Regions from separate parts of the Sus scrofa genome. Here region 1 is linked to region 2. The links are chromatin contacts, called in public HiChIP or PLAC-seq maps. All regions are on one chromosome and are shown on one strand. Each heading gives the region's core, a stretch centred on a gene start, on an enhancer-like site or on the middle of the called end of the contact. The rest is flanking DNA. Distances are from core to core; before and after follow the strand shown.

What was found. HiChIP or PLAC-seq counts read pairs in DNA pulled down with a chosen protein or histone mark.
Region 1: an H3K27ac HiChIP or PLAC-seq map of alveolar macrophages shows a contact between it and region 2. The contact joins the promoter of CHRM5 here to the promoter of KATNBL1 in region 2. A contact is called at or near these places in 14 of 47 Hi-C or Micro-C datasets (alveolar macrophages, blood, embryonic fibroblasts and 9 more) and 2 of 2 datasets of contacts at active chromatin or transcription factors (alveolar macrophages and skeletal muscle).

Annotation. Positions count from the first base shown.
Region 1 is chr7:80,427,598-80,431,170 of Sscrofa11.1, reverse strand. CHRM5 (muscarinic acetylcholine receptor M5) reads left to right here and starts at 1,984. Exons shown (of 3, transcript XM_021099908.1): 1 at 1,984-2,508; 2 at 2,511-3,573. The coding sequence starts at 2,208.
Region 2 is chr7:80,286,601-80,290,392 of Sscrofa11.1, reverse strand. It overlaps KATNBL1 (chromosome 15 open reading frame 29), which reads right to left and starts at 2,404. Exons shown (of 10, transcript NM_001190181.1): 1 at 2,187-2,404.

The DNA of each region.
Region 1 (3,573 bases), core at 735-3,234, 140 kb before region 2:
TTGGTCTTTTCTAAGGCTGCACTCAAGGCATATGGAGGTTCCCAGGCTAGGGATCTTATCAAGGCTGTAGCCGCTGGCCTATGTCACAGCAACAGATCCGAGCCACAGCTCAGAGCAACGATGGATCCTTAACCCACAGAGCGAGGCCAGGGATCGAACCCACAACCTCATGGTTCCTAGTCAGATTTGTTAACCACTGTGCCACAACAGGAACTCCTAATTAAACAAATAATGTTTAATAATTTGATTATAAAGTAGATATGTGTCTTTTTCCCTAGTGCAGGAGAGAATATGTTCTCATCATCAGGAGCTTAAAAAAAGAGTTTGCTCTCAAAGCCATTGCTGTCTAAGGTAACAACGTCACCTGCTTTCCCCCTTTACTGCTCCCCAACAATCCTTTTTTTTTTTTTTTTCTTTTCAGTTTGCCCTCCTCATCTTCCCAGACTGTGTAAAAAATTGCCCATAGGGAGTTCCCATTGCAGCTCAACAGTAGTGAACCGGACTAGCATCCATAAGTATGTGGGTTTGATCCCTGGCCTCCTTCAGTGGTTAAGGCTCCAGCGTTGCTGTGAGCTGCTCTCTAGGTCAAAGATGCACTTCAGATCTAGTGTTGCTGTGGCTGCAGCGTAGGCTAACAGCTGTAGCTCTGATTGGATCCCCAACCTGGGAACGTCCACATTAGGCTCTAAAAAGAAAAAAATGCCCATAGGAACCACAAGAGGGCAGCAGCCTCATAACAGGAAAGGCTCTTGTACATCGGTAATCATAAAAAGCAAAGGGATGATGCCTATATGAAACTGTAATCAAAGCTTTAGATATTTTAGCATCTCGCTCTGAAAAGGTGTGGGACATTTAATGTTCTTTTAGAAATTATAAACAATGAGTGGAGGTGCTGGGAAAACTAGACAGCTACATGTAAAAGAATAAAATTAGAACACTTCCTAACACCATACACAAAAATAAACTCAGAATGGATTAAAGACCTAAATATAAGACTGCTACTATAATACTCTTAGAGGAAAACATAGGCTGAACACTCTCTAACAAACCACAGAAATATCTTCTCAGATCTACCTCCTAGAGTAATGACAACAAAAACAAAAATAAACAAATGGGACCGAATTAAATTTAAACGTTTTTGCACAGCAGAGAAAAGCATAAACAAAATGAAAAGACAACCCACATATTGGGAGAAAATATTCGCAAATGAAACAACTGACAAGGGATTAATCTCCAAAATATATAAACACCTGCTCCTCAATACCAAAAAACAAACAACCCCACAAAAAATGGCAGAAGATCTTAACAGACAATTCTCCAAAGATGTAAAGGTCAAAAAAGACATGAAAAGATGTTCAACATCACTAATTATTAGAGAAATGCAAATAAAAAATACTATAAGGTACTACCTTACACTAACCAGACTGACCATCATCAAAAAAGTCTGAAAACAATAAATGCTAGAGAGGATATGGAGAAAAGGAAACCCTATTACACTGTTGGTGGGAATGTAAATTGGTGCAACCACTATGGAAAACAGCATGGAGGTTCCTCAGATAACTAAATACAGAATTGCCATTTGATCAAGCAATCCCACTCTTAGGCATCTATCCAGAGAAAACCATGACTTGAAAAGATACATGTACTCCAATATTCATTGCAGTACTATATACAATAGCCAAGACATGGGAGCAACCTAAATGTCCATTGACAGAGGAGTGGATCAAGAAGTTGTGGTACATATACACAATGGAATATTACTCAGCCATAAAAAGGAATGAAATAAGGGTATTTGCAGTGACGTGGATGAATTTAGAAATTATCATGCTAAGTGAAGTTAGTCAGACAATGAGACCCCAACATCATATGCTATCATTTATATGTGGAATCTAAAAAAGGATACAATGGACTTAGCAGAACATAAACTGACTCACAGACTGGAAAAATGTATGGTTTCCAAAGGAGACAGGTTGCAGGGGGGTGGGGATGGAAATGCTGTAAAATTGGGTTGTGATCATCATTGTACAACTATAAATGTAATGAAATTCATTCAGTTTAAAAAAAAACAATGAGTGGAAAATAAATGTAAGCTGGTGAGTAGAACTAATGTATTTCTCTCTCTTCCAGAACCTGGCCGAAGGAGGCAAGATAGAAAAGAGAACAGCCTAGAATCTAAGCCTTCTCCTAATGTAAACTCTTGCACCAGGATGGAAGGGGACTCTTACCACAATGCAACCACCATCAATGGCACCCCCGTGAATCACCAACCTTTGGAACGCCATGGGTTGTGGGAAGTGATCACCATCGCAGCTGTGACGGCTGTGGTGAGCCTGATCACCATTGTGGGCAATGTCTTAGTCATGATCTCCTTCAAAGTCAACAGCCAGCTGAAGACAGTTAACAACTATTATCTGCTCAGCTTAGCCTGTGCAGATCTCATCATTGGGATCTTCTCCATGAACCTCTACACGACATACATCCTCATGGGACGCTGGGCTCTCGGAAGTCTGGCTGTGACCTTTGGCTTGCACTGGACTACGTGGCCAGCAATGCTTCTGTCATGAACCTTCTGGTGATCAGTTTTGACCGTTACTTTTCTATCACAAGACCGCTGACGTATCGGGCCAAGCGTACCCCAAAGAGGGCTGGCATCATGATTGGCTTGGCATGGCTGATCTCCTTCATCCTCTGGGCCCCAGCGATCCTCTGCTGGCAGTACTTGGTTGGGGAACGAACGGTACCACCAGATGAGTGCCAGATCCAGTTCCTGTCTGAGCCCACCATCACTTTCGGCACGGCCATTGCTGCCTTCTACATCCCTGTTTCCGTCATGACAATCCTCTACTGCCGAATCTACCGGGAAACAGAGAAGCGAACCAAGGACCTGGCTGATCTCCAGGGCTCTGACTCAGTGGCTGAAGTGGAGAAGAGCAAGCCAGCTCACAAGGTGCTGCTCAGGTCCTGCTTTAGCTGCCCTCGGCCCCCACTGGCCCAGAGGGAAAGGAACCAAGCCTCTTGGTCATCCTCCCGCAGGAGCACTTCCACCCCTGGGAAGCCCTCCCAAGCCTCTTGCCCGAGCACTGAGTGGGCCAAAGCCGAGCAGCTAACCACCTGTAGCAGCTACCCCTCCTCAGAAGACGAGGACAAGCCCACCACTGCCCCTGTCTTCCAAGTGGTCTACAAGAGCCAGGCCAAGGAAAGCCCGAGGGAAAAATTCAGTGCTGAAGAGACCAAGGAAACTCTTGCGAACGCTCAAACTGAAAAAAATGACTATGACACCCCCAAATACTTCCTGTCTCCAGCTTCGGCTCAGCGACCCAAGAGTCAGAAATGTGTGGCCTATAAGTTCCGGTTGGTAGTAAAAGCTGATGGGACCCCAGACACCAACAACGGATGTCACAAGGTGAAAATCATGCCCTGCTCCTTCCCAGTGTCCAAGGACCCTTCAACCAAGGGCCTCGATCCCAGCCTCAGCCATCAGATGACCAAACGAAAGAGGATGGTCCTCGTCAAAGAGCGGAAAGCAGCCCAGACCTTGAGTGCCATTCTCCTGGCTTTCATTATCACGTGGAC
Region 2 (3,792 bases), core at 1,155-3,654:
CTTATTTTTCTCAATAGAAACTTTCCAAATAGATCAGACTTACTTTTTCCTAGAAAAATCATTTTCATTCCCAATTCGAAGTCTTTGAACACACTGTTCCCTCACTAAAATTCTCCACTCATACTTGTATTCAATGTCCACCATCCATCCTTCTGTTGTAGGTTCTTTGCAGAAGCATTATTACTAACCTGCTCAGTTCAGTTCACCATACACCCACTGCACTAATGAAGAATCTCTCATATATATATGTACATATGTATGTACACACATACACACATACTTTAGTTGTTGTTGTTAATCTTATTTCCCAAAGTAGACTAACTTCCCTAAGGTTTGTTGCCCTGGCACATTTCTTTTGTATAGCCAACCGGACTGAATATTGCTTAATGAAGGATGAATGAAATTTATTTATTTATTTTTTTTTTTAAGTTTTTATTTGGGTCATTTTAGGGCTGCACCTGAGGCATATGGAGGTTCCCAGGCTAAGGGTCGAATCAGAGCTCTAGCCACGGGCCTACGCCACAGCCACGCCAGATCCGAGCCACCTCTGTGACGTACACCACAGCTCAAGGCAAGAGCAGCGGATCCTTAACCCATTGAGTGAGGCAAGGGATCGAACCGGCATCTTCATGGATGCTAGTCAGATGCATTTCCACTGAGCCACAACAGGCACTCCATTGATGAATGAAATTTAAATGCTCTGCTGTAAATTAAGCATAAACTGCTGATTTCTCAGGAAGTGATTTTGCTTTTGAACCTTATTTCTTGTCATGGAGTTATTAATCTTTTCCAAGTACAAGTTTTTTAAGTTTTCAGAAAGGAACAATATATAAGGGTATATTTTAAGAAATACAAAAGTTTCAAACTGTACACTTTTAGGATATGATACACAGGAATTAAAACTATAAATTACAACACAAACAGGAACTTTACAAACTCTATCTTAAAATATCAAATGGGTTTTTTTTGCTCAATGCACAAAACTTAATTATGTCAGCAAGAGCAGAGAACTCGATTTGGTAACGTATGCATGTGTACACCAAGGCATGTATATTATCTCCCCAGTTGAGAGAAGTAAATGAAATGAAAGTGCTCTGTAAACTAAAAAGAGCCACCTATAAAGGAGGCAGTAGAGAAACATAGTTAAAAGGTGGAGCCAACCCAGCTTTGGTACCAATTACATCTTATACAAGTTACTTAACTTCTCTGTGCCTCAGTTTCCTCCTAGTCAAAGTGGGAATAATAACAGCATCTGTCCCAAAGCAAAGCTCTCAAAGTGCTTAGCATATACAAAGCACGAAATAAATATCAGCCATTCTTATCACTACAGCGCTAGTTATTAGCCAAGCAAAAGTATTAAGTCCTGAATCAAGTCTGAAACTGGTTAAAAAACAAACAAGAAGGATAAACTACACAAATTTAAGCTATTAGGTGGACTATTTTTTTTTCATAATTTTTGCCAATGCTAAGCTGGTGATTATTACAGACCTAATTTCTGTTACAGTTTTTTTTTTCTTTAATCTGCAGAGAAACCGACATAGACACCTCTGTTTTCAAGGAATTTTACAAGCCAGAAGAAACAAATCAACTCTTTGTTATCTCCACATTTAAGCCAATTTAAGAGCGTGGTAAAAGCCTAGGTACTGTTACAGATCAACTTTTCAGAAAATACAATGAGGTTTTTAAGGTTGCAATCAGCAATTCTTATGCAGTTATGTCAAGTTTTTGTCCTGCTACACAAAAGCTTATGTGTCAGGGAAGCAAGCACCCGACAGAAAATAAGGAAATACCAAGGCCGGGCCTGGGCGGCTCTCGGGAAAACCTGTCCTCAAACAGAGCGCCCCAGACGCGCAGCGTCCTTCCCCCTCCCCGGGGTGCACCAGTCGGCTCCACCCGAGGATAAGTGACAGCAGGTTCCGTCCACGCCTCTCCCGGCGGACCCCTCGCCCACCCGGGTGGCCTCCAGCGCTCGCTGCGGCGACCGTCCTCGCCGCGGCCAGACAGGGGCTCCACCCGGACCTCGCCGCCCAGACCCCCGACCCGGGCGGCCCCGCCACGGGCCGGGGTAAGCGGAGGCCGCCGCGGGGCCTGCAGGTGGGGTAGGGCGCGGTCAGGCCCGAGGAGAAGCCCGGCCTCGGCAGGGCAGTTTCGGGCACGGGGCTGGCGCAGGCCAGGTTGTCACTTACCGGCGCCTCATGGTACCGCGGCGCCTCCGCGCAGCCCCGGCGCCAGCCGACTGCGCCCGGACTATCTCTCGGCTCCCGGCCGAGTCCCACTCAGGGCCATTCAAACGCGGCCGCGCGCGGGGCCCGCCGGGATAGCTCCCCCGAGGGCGTCTCGGAGGCTCCTCCCAGCGGGGCTCTCAGGTTGCGTAGGACTGGAGGGAGGGGAAAGAGGGCGCGGGGGCATAGTGCCCCCTGGCGGCCACGGGTACGCACGGCAGTCTTGCGGCAAGTACTGCTTTAGGGACTGAGGGTGGGTCAGAGTCAAAGAATAACTTTGCGCTAGTGCCAGTCTGGCGGGAGAGACTGTGCTTTAAGTGTTGTACATTAAGTGCAAACAATCTGCTATAAAAACATGGTGCAGGAGTTCCCTTCGTGGCACAGTGGTTAACGAATTCGACTAGGAACCATGAGGTTGCGGGTTCCATCCCTGGCCTTGCTCAGTGGGTTAACGATCCGGCGTTGCCATGAGCTGTGGTGTAGGTCTCAGACGCGGCTCGGATCTGGTGTTGCTGTGGCTTTGGCGTAGGCTGGCGGTTACAGCTTCGATTAGACCCCTAGCCTGGGAACCTCCATATGCCACGGGAGCGGCCCAAGAAAAGGCAAAAAGACCAAAAAAATAAAATAAAATAAATATGGTTCAGGGATGGAGCTTCCCTGGTGCCGCAGTGGAAATGAATCCGACTAGGAAGTGAGGTTGCCGGTCGATCTTTGGCCTCGCTCAGCGAGTTAAGGATCCTGCGTTGCTGTGAGCTGCAGTGTAGGTCGCAGACGCGGCTCCGAACTGGTGTTGCTGTGGCTGTGGCATAAGCTGGCGGCTACTGCTCCCATTGGACCCCTAGCCTGGGAACCTCCATATGCTGTGGGTGCGGCCCTAAAAAGACAAAAAAAAGGGAGAGGTTTATTCATCATTCCCGTTCAATTGCACTAAGGAACGTATTTAAAACAGACTCCAGAGCTTTGTGACCTTGTGCAAGTCATATAAACTCTTGTGTGCTTTGGTTTCCCCATCTTAAAATGGGGATGATAACAGTATTTGCTTCATAGATGATAGGATTACATGAGTTAATACATAGGAAATTCTTAGAGGAATGTGTCTGGCACATGGTAAGCTATATTTTTAGCTATTACTTTTTTAGTTCCTAATATATGCCAGACTCTGTACTGGACTCTTTTTTTTTTTTTTTTTTGGCTTTTGTCTTTTTGTTGTTGTTGCTATTTCTTGGGCCGCTCCCGCGACACATGGAGGTTCCCAGGCTAGGGGGTCGAATCGGAGCTGTAGCCACCGGCGTACGCCAGAGCCACAGCAACGCGGGATCCGAGCCGCGTCTGCAACCTACACCACAGCTCATGGCAACGCCGGATCGTTAACCCACTGAGCAAGGACAGGGACCGAACCCGCCACCTCATGATTCCTAGTCGGATTCGTTAACCACTGCGCCACGACGGGAACTCCTGTACTGGACTCTTAAGAACACAAATATGTATGAGGTAGACCCTGTCCCCAGGAAGCAGACTCAGTCACTTTGGGATGAGCTACACTAGCCTGTGAGATTAGGGTTGGATCTGT